2 separate regions of the Rattus norvegicus genome follow, and region 1 is linked to region 2. The links are chromatin contacts, called in public Hi-C maps. All regions are on one chromosome and are shown on one strand. The core of a region is the stretch at or near the end of the contact, and the rest is flanking DNA. Distances in the headings are between cores, read along the strand shown. Region 1 holds the start of Arhgap39 (Rho GTPase activating protein 39). Region 2 overlaps Arhgap39 (Rho GTPase activating protein 39).

Region 1 (4,208 bases), core at 1,514-4,013, 66 kb before region 2:
TGGAGAGATGGCTCAGCAGTTAAGAGCACTCACTGCTCTTCCAGAGGTCCTGGGTTCAGTTCCCAGCACCCACAGGGCAGCACCCACTGTCTGCGACTCCAATCCCAGGGTATCTGATGCCCTCTTCTGGCATCCCCAGGTACTGCATGAATGTGGTACATAGACATACACTTAGGAAAACCCATGAACATAAAAATAATAAACATCTCAAAAATATTGAAACAAACAAAAAACACTCAAAAGGAATCCAGTCAGCCATGTTGGTGATGTTTCTTCAGCTGCAAGGAGGAGATAGCCTTGCTTCATCCAAGTCAACTTGCTTCAGGTAGGTGAACAAGAAAAAAAACCCCTTTTTCCTATTAAAGGTAATTAGCTCACCAAAGGCCAATCTTCTGCCTATCTCACGCCATCTAAAACTTTTGTATAAAGAAATTCAAGCCTTTTACTTCCCTCTGCCTAGTAAAGCTTTTTTCCCCATAAAGCCTCCACCTTCCTCCAATTCCCAAACTTGATCTGTAGCAGCCAGCCGACACCTTACCCTCCCCCTTCACCTACTTCTTTGTGCTGGGTTCCTTTAAAACTAGTCAATCAGGAAAGACTATGAGGTGACCCCAGGCAATAGGAAAAAGACACAGTCACCACCTGCCTTAGGATAAAAACTAAGTGAGCTTCCGTCCCTAGTGTACAAGCTAGCCTGGTTAATTTATTTTTGCAAAGATAAATTGCCTTGCTCGACTACTTTTGTTATTTGTGCGTTTCTTTCTGCAGCATGAAGAATGTTTGTTTCCAACCGCACTGCTGAGGGAGCTGCAGACAGAACAGGAGCCCTAGTCCTTTGCATGCAGCATAGGATGACTCAGCAAGGAAGTGCGGAGTGTGAACGTAGTGGAGATCCCCAGGGCTTGGGGCCTGCAGTACTGCAGGGGGTTGATGGGTCTGAACTCTCTTACACAGGGTCTGAGCATTGATGGAATGCTGTGTGGTCCTAGAAGAGCTTTGGGCCATTTTATTTGGCTGCCAAGTGGAATTTAAATGCTACTCATAGAAATGAAGACTTGAGCTGGAAATGGCTCAGTGGGTCAGGGTGTGTTTGCCACTATGACCCAAATAGCAGAAGGGACGACCTGACTCTTGTTCTCTGACATCTCTGTGGAGGTCTTGACACATGCAGCCAGGCATACACACAAAATAAGTAAAATATCCCGAAGGTTTATTTTTTATGTGTGTCTCTATACAGTAATGCAAAGGCATGGGTCCCGTGGAGCTAGAGTTATAGGTGGTTTTGAGCCACCTGACATGGATGCTGGGAATTGAACTTGAATCCTCTGGAAGAGCAGTATTTACTCTTAATTGCTAATCCATCTCTCTAGGCTCTGGTAATAAGTTTTTTTTGTTTTGTTTTGTTTTGTTTTGTTTTGTTGTTGTTTTCTTTTTAAATAAAAGGACTGGTGGATGGCAGTGATGGCCCATGCCTTTAATTCCAGCACTAGGGAAGCAGAGGCAGGTGGACAGCTGTGAGTTTGAGGCTAGCCTGGTCTACAGAGCAAGTTACAAGACAGCCAGAGCTACACAGAGAAACCTGTCCCCCCGCCCCCCAAAAAACCCCACCAAAACCAACCAAACAAAAACCGATGAACAAAGAAACAAAAAACTGGGGGCTGGGGATTTAGCTCAGTGGTAGAGCGCTTACCTAGGAAGCGCAAGGCCCTGGGTTCGGTCCCCAGCTCCGAAAAAAAGAACCAAAAAAAAAAAAAAAAAAAAAAGAAACAAAAAACTGGGAGGGTGACAAACGCACTTGTAATCTGTTAAAGGCAGATCTTAAGTTTGAGGCCAGCCAGGGTCCACACAGCAAGAGCTCATCAAACAAAACAAAACAAACAAACAAACAAAAAAAACCAAACCAAATGGCAGCTGAGGATGCTTGGTTGGTAAAGGGCTTTCCTAGAATGGGTTCCAGCTCCACAGCTGTGTAAACCGGATGTGGTGGCATATGTCTGTAACCCCGGCACAGGAGAGATGAAAACAGGAGGATTAAAATTTCAAAGTCATCATTGGCTACATAGGAAGTTGAAGGTCATCCTTGGCCATATGAAGCTCTGCCTCAGATTAAAAAATAATAATAAAAATTTAAAAGAGCTTAGTGAGTAGAAGTGCTTTTTGTACAAGCCTAAGGGTGCGAGTTCTATCTCTAGAACCCATGGTGAAAGGAGTTGTCCTCTGATTTCCACATGGACACCGTCAGCACGTGCGTGCACATGCTTCATACGCTCAACACACATAAAAAAATAGAAAAAATAGAAAAGAGAGCGCATTTAAGGCTGTGTCTGAGTTACCACGATAACTCAGTTAACTAAGAAGATAAGAGGAAAATCATAAAGGGAAATTAGAAACAGGGAGTACGCAGAGTATTTTAGACAATGGCTACTTTTCCAGAGTCAAGAAAGAGGTAAATCTTAAGCTGAGGAACCCCAGCAGGGTTAGAACTAATAAAGTCACGCCACACCCACATTAGGACACACCTGAGGTGACCTAGACCTTCAGAAGTGGTGGGTACGGTGGGTACAGGTGAGAGCGAAACGGCTGCCTATCGCTGCACCGGGGGCGGGGCCTCCGACCCAGGCAGGGCTCACTTTGGGCTCCCGAGGGGCTGCGCGGTGGCGCAGGCGCATTGCAGCCTCGCGGGCGGCGCCCCCTAGCGGCGCCAGCATCCTCGCGGGGGCGGAGTCGGAGGCGGGGGGTTGCGCTTGGTGACGGGGGACGCGCGGCCGCAGCGCACTGGACTAGCGGCGGAGACCCAGGACGTGAAGCGCTGGCTGCGGCGGCAACGGCGGCCGGGAGCCGCCGGGAGCTGAGGCGCAGCGTGCGGTCGGTGATGAGGGGCAGTGGCGGCGCGCCCCGCTCAGGGCCGGCTGGTGAGAGCGCGGGAGGTGGGCGGCGCGGGCCGGGAAGATGGCGGAGAGGCCTCGATGCGGCCCCACGGCCTGGCCCGGGCGGAGGCCCCCTCCAGCACAGTCGTGCTAGGAATCGGGGCTCCAGGTGACCCGGTCGGGGAGGGTCCGCACGCGAACGCTGCGGCGGAGGGCCAGAGAGTGTGAAGGCGGGTTTGCGTAAGAGAAGGGGCCCGAGGGTGGGTGTGAGGTGCCATGGTCTGCACGCGTGCCCGGCCTTTGGATGGGCGTGAGTGCGTGTGTGTCCCTGCCCAAGATAGTTGTGTGAGAGCCCTTTGCTTGAGGTGGTTGGGGTTGGGGTGGACCCGATGGTGAATGTGAGATGTGAGGGTGCCTGGCCTGCAGACAGGTGTGTGTCCCGAGGACAGGTGTGCATGCGTTATGTGTCCAGGCCCAGAGCCGGTGTGCTTGTGCCCTTCCTGTGCGCTGGGCTCCGTCCGTTTAGGGGTGGTGAGAGGTGGTAATTGCCGGGCGAGGATCTTGCGGGCCAGGCTTTGTCCGCGATGCCCGGGAGTCGGTGGGCGTCTCTGGGTCGGGTCGTGGCTTGCTTGCGCGTGGTGCGCCCTGGCTTCGCGGCAGGGCCTCTGCGGCAGGCTCGGGTGGTCCTCTACCCGGCCTTTCAGACTTGGAACTCCCTGGGCGCCTGTTGTTGGCAGGCGTGGGGTGGGTGGGGGCTGCGAGGCAGCAGGCTGTGCATCCCGGCCAGGCTGTCTTTATTTTAAAACGTGCTGCCCGCTTCGGGCGCGGCAGCTGTGGGTGTGTTCCATGCTGCTGCTCACCGCAGCTGCTGTGGGCGCTACGCAACCTTCAGCCGCAAAAATGCGGCTGGACCCCCTCCCCCTTCAGTGTTGTTCGGGTTGGCCAGGCCTCCAGTGACCTCTGCAGAAAAACGTACAGTTGCAAGGCTTCAGTTCCTCCCGTGGTGCAGACAATACGGACGTTTGTCTTTGGGAGCTGGGGAGGGCAACTGAGCACTGCGTCCTGGGCGCAGTCTGTAAACAGCAGGTGGTTTTGTCCCTGGCTCCCCTTTTTACAATGAACGTGGGGGAAGGGAATTAGAAGACGGAGAGGTGTGACTGGATAGTCCGGAAAGCCAGTCTTTAAGGGATTCTGAGTGCCTAGGAGGGAATGGAGAGATGGCTCCTTCCAGCTCGTGGTCTAACCAGCTGTCTTGAGGAGGCTGGAGCAGAGTGAAAATGAGTGCTGGTTCTGGAGCCAGACTGACCGCCCTTGAGTCATGACTCCTCCTTTACTGGCTTT
Region 2 (4,469 bases), core at 119-2,618:
CAGGCCAGCCACCTCCCCTTTACTGATAGTGTCATTAGTCACATTCGGAAGTGTACAAAGCCTTGAGGAAGGTAGGTGAGTAAAGCCAGGTGAGGTGTGTCACACCAGTGATCTTAGCACCCGGGAGCTGGAGGCACTGGAGAACCAGGAGTCTGAGGCCAGCCTATGTTTAAGTGAGACCCTGACTCAGAATACCAGGGGTGGGGGGGAGGGGAGAAAGGTGCTAAGGAGAAAAGCTAGACATCTGGGGCTCTGCTGTCCTTTTGCAGAGGGCGGCTGGTACACCTCAGTGGGCTATGTCTGCTCAGAGTTGTGTCTTTGGATAATTTGTAGAGAATGAGGACATGGCCTCTAGTTCCTCCAACATGAAGGATAGAGGACTATTCTCAGGGGCTGGGCTCATTTAAATCTAAGAAGAGGCACTGCCAGTGATACACTGAGTACAGGCAGTGCTGCCTTAGTCCAACCCTGCCCTTCTAGGAGCTCAGCCAGGCAGGGCAGACACAGTGACAGTGGTGTCGAGGGGACATAGCATGACCTGACAGGCAGTGGAGACATTAGAGACCAATCGGACCAGACCTTCTTCCACCAAGTATCTTTGCTGAGGATATAGCTGGTGTTTTCATAAGGGTCATTGTATGGGGAACTTCCCTCTCGTTCCTGTTTCCCAGGGAGCCTATCAGGAAAGCGTGTCGGACCGTGGTGGCCGACCTTCTATGAGATGGTAGTTTCTTCCTTCAGTCTATTAATGTGCTATATCTCACTGACTTCATCTTCTTGCACTGGAACGCCTTTGAGTGTGTGTTCTAATCATGCAGTGGTATCCATGGTGGTATCTATGTGTGTCTGACACATGACAAGGCTCCATTTGGGCTGGGCAAGTGGGTTTGTGAAAAATCCCAACCAAACCAACCGCCTACCGAAGACAGAAGGCCTTTTCTCCAGCAGAAATCCAGAAGAGATGATACTAGAGAGACCCAGAATTCAGACTGCCTAGAATTTAGGAACCAGTGACGTCTATGCCATTAAAAAGTGGAGGCTTGGCTGTGGTGGTACAAGACTAGCCCCAGCACTTGAGAAGCTGAAGCAAGAAGACCCCTTCCAGTTTAGGAGTTCAAGATCAGCCTAGTAAGAGCCTCTCCTCTAACAAACAAACAAACAAAGTTCTAGGAAGCAAACTTAGGCAAGGGTCTCTCTGCTGAGTCATCTCCCTGAGTCCATTCAGCTTTTCTTTTTGCTTTTCTTCCCCTTCTAACTTTTCAAGCAGATGGAGTCCACTTTGAATTACTTCTGTGCCCTCCTCTGCTGATTTCACCATCTGTGTTTGTTCTGGGCCAGGCCCAGCTGACTGGCTGCCCTCTTTGCAGGGTGCTTCACAAGTCGGAATATTGCTCTGGTGAGGATAGGCACACGATGAACCACCTGTCTGCTTAACAGAGCAGGAGGGCCATGTTCTGAGAGGGAGCCAAAGGCACCTTGTGGGCAGCAGGTTGCCAGTGTGGCTGCTCCAAGGAGCAGGAGCAGTGACACAGTTGGAAAACTGCCTGCCATGAAACTATAGGTCCGACCTTTGTATACCAGCTCCTCTTTTCATAAAAGCCAGCTGCAGGAGCAAAGCTTGGTGGGACACACTTAATCCCAGCACTCACGAAGCAGCCTGGTCTTCGTTGTGGGTTCCAGGTCAACCAAACCTATAGAGAGAACTTGCCTCAAAAAAACAAAACAAAAACTGGGCATGGCTGTACACACACCTTTAATTCCAACACTCTGGAGTCAGAGTCAAGAGGATCTCTGAGTTTGAGGCCAGCCTGGTCTACAGAGTGAGTTCCAGGAGAGCCAGAGTTACGCCGAAAAACCCTGTCTTGACAACAACAAGAAGCATGACCTCAGATGACAGCCCTAGTTTCCACATACATGCGCATAAACACACACACACACACACACACACACACACACACACACACACACACACACACAGTGGCAAAGAAAACCAGTGGCAAACATTCATATGTTGTGAACTGTAACAATATCTTTGCCTCTCCACACAGATGGGTGTTGCCAAGGAAATTCGAGTGTAGTTGGAGCTGAGCGTATTCTTGACATTAATTGTTAATTTGTTTGTTTGAGCCTGGATCTCACACTATAGCTCAGGCTAGGCTGGAACTCATTACATCTCCCAAGATGGCCTCAAACTAACGGCAGTCTTTCTGCCTCACCCCTCTATTGCTACATTTATAAGCATGAACCACCACGCCCAGCTGATACAGCCTTTTAGCATGCCTCCTGGTTAATGGCACCTGATGGTTATATAGGATCTTTTTAGTCACACAGTTAGATGGATTTTAAAACACATTTCCTTTGCATTTTGTCTGAAATGTTGCAGCTATACCTGCTACAGACATGCCGGAATGGTGTCATGCCTCTTCTTTCAATTTTTTTTTTAAGATTTATTTATTTATTTTATGTACAGCTTTCTGCCTGCATATGTGACTGCAGGCCAGAAGAGGCCACCAGATCTCATTACAGATGGTTGTGAGCCACCATGTGGTTGCTGGGAATTGAACTCATGACCTCTGAAGAGCAGTCAGTGCTCTTAACCGCTGAGCCATCTCTCCAGCCCTCTTCTTTTAATTCTGATAGCATGGGAAGTAAAGCAGCTGGATACTGTCTGTGATTGAGCCATCCGTCATCCCATCTGTCTTGGGACTGTAGGTTTCACTCCCTGAGAAACAGGAGCAATACAGGGTAGGTGGAGCACTTCCAACAGCAGCACTTCAAAGCCTGAGGGAGGAGCTTCACAAGTGTGATGCTAGCCTAAGGCTACATGACTGAACCTTTTTCTCATTCTGAAAATACCAAATGTTTCCTCTTAGTTTAAAGGAAAAAGCCATAATATAGTTTTTAGCTTATATCATGCTATGTGGTGGAGCAAATCAAGAATATTTAGCTCTTATTTCTGAACACCCCCTACCCCCAGTCTTAGTGGAATTACTTAAAGCTAGGTCCACAAGCGTGGGCAAGCCAGTTGATACTAGCATTTCCATAGTTCACGGCAGATCCTGCAGAGCCCTTCTACTGCACAGTAGAATCATGGGCTGGTATTTCTGCAGAAACTTACATTCCCCAAAGACTTCTTTCTAGTATACTTGATACTTTCTTAAGCCTTTAATACACACACATTCTTAGCATGTCTAGTTGCAACACATTTTGGCAATTTTTACTTCAGGCTATGCTTCATCAGTAGTGATTGGTTCATTTTTCTCCTCAGCGACTCTTGTGTTGAAGGCTTTGTCTCCACCTAGTGGTGGTGTTCCTGGTAATCAACCCACTCAGGAAGCCACCAATTAACTAGGGAGTGGAGGTCCCCGGTGTTTCCCTGCAGTGTCTTGTTCTCTCTCTCTCTCTCTCTCTCTCTCTCTCTCTCTCTCTCTCTCTCTCTCTCTCTCACACACACACACACACACACACACACACACACACACACACACACACACACACACACTGTTCCTCTACTGCCATGAGTTATAACAGCAATGTCACTGTCAGTGCCAGCACAGATGGGGACATGGGTTACTGTAGTTGTGCTCACCTATGTATTGTTTTCTAGCTTTTGCTCTACGTCATGGCTCTATCTTTGAAGGTCTTGACCAGTAGTTTCTGTTAATATTTGCCACTCATTCTTTCTGTCCTCTGACACACCGTCCAGAGCCACAGATAAAGCTTTCTCTGCAGTGCCGCCTACTTCAGGCACGTGTTCTCAGCTTTCAGATGTTGTCTAACCTTCGACGTGTGCTGACACACACCAGTGAGATGTGCTGAAGAGGAAGATCCTGGCTCCACGACACGGGAACATCTCTTGACTTTTACACATGGGGTTTCTCTTTAGTATATGTAATGTTGTCCTAATGTTCTATTGGCTGTGTACTAAATTCTTTTTTTTTTTTTTTAAATATTTATTTATTTATTTATTTATTTATTTATTTATTTATTATGTACATCCATACAGCTTTCTGTCTGCATGTGTGCCTGCAGGCCAGAAGATGACCCCAGATCTCATTATAGATGGTTGTGAGCCACCATGTGGTTGCTGGGAATTGAACTCAGGACCTTTGGAAGAGCAGTCAGTGCTCTTAACCGCTGAGCCAACTCTCCAGCCCCCTAAATTCTTGTATATTGTCTCAGACCATTTTCTGCTCCCATCGTACGTATTTTTAGCTGGGTGATTCACAGAGGTAACTGGCTTATTTTGGCTCATTATAAACCTCAGGCAGTCGAGCAGGGGAGAGACAGAGGAGCTGACCTACCCTACAATGTCTTGCTTGCAGCAGCTAACCCATCTCTTAGGAGCTCTCCACTCCCTCAGAAACTCCTCACTCCCTCACGAGCGAGGTTTCTCCAAGATCTTACCTCCTTTCCACGTCATTAGGTTGGAAGCAGTGTGGGTTGGTGTACACAAACCATGGCATGAG

What was found. Hi-C and Micro-C count contacts between places; a contact is called where the count stands out from the background.
Region 1: a contact with region 2 is called in a Hi-C map of liver, with 7 times the contacts expected there. The contact joins the promoter of Arhgap39 here to the enhancer-like site in region 2. A contact is called at or near these places in 10 of 12 Hi-C or Micro-C datasets (the A7r5 cell line, the Rat2 cell line, Schwann cells and 5 more) and 1 of 1 datasets of contacts at active chromatin or transcription factors (oligodendrocytes).

Annotation. Positions count from the first base shown.
Region 1 is chr7:110,418,015-110,422,222 of GRCr8, reverse strand. Arhgap39 (Rho GTPase activating protein 39) reads left to right here and starts at 2,763. Exons shown (of 12, transcript NM_173122.3): 1 at 2,763-2,912.
Region 2 is chr7:110,350,585-110,355,053 of GRCr8, reverse strand. All of the region lies in intron 3 of Arhgap39 (Rho GTPase activating protein 39), which reads left to right. Among named protein-coding and RNA genes, the nearest start is that of C7h8orf82, 26 kb to the right of the region's middle. Within about 2 kb of position 1,368, at least 2 of the 93 cell types and tissues checked have an H3K27ac peak or open chromatin away from gene starts, as enhancers often do. A contact at or near this core is called in liver, where this site is marked.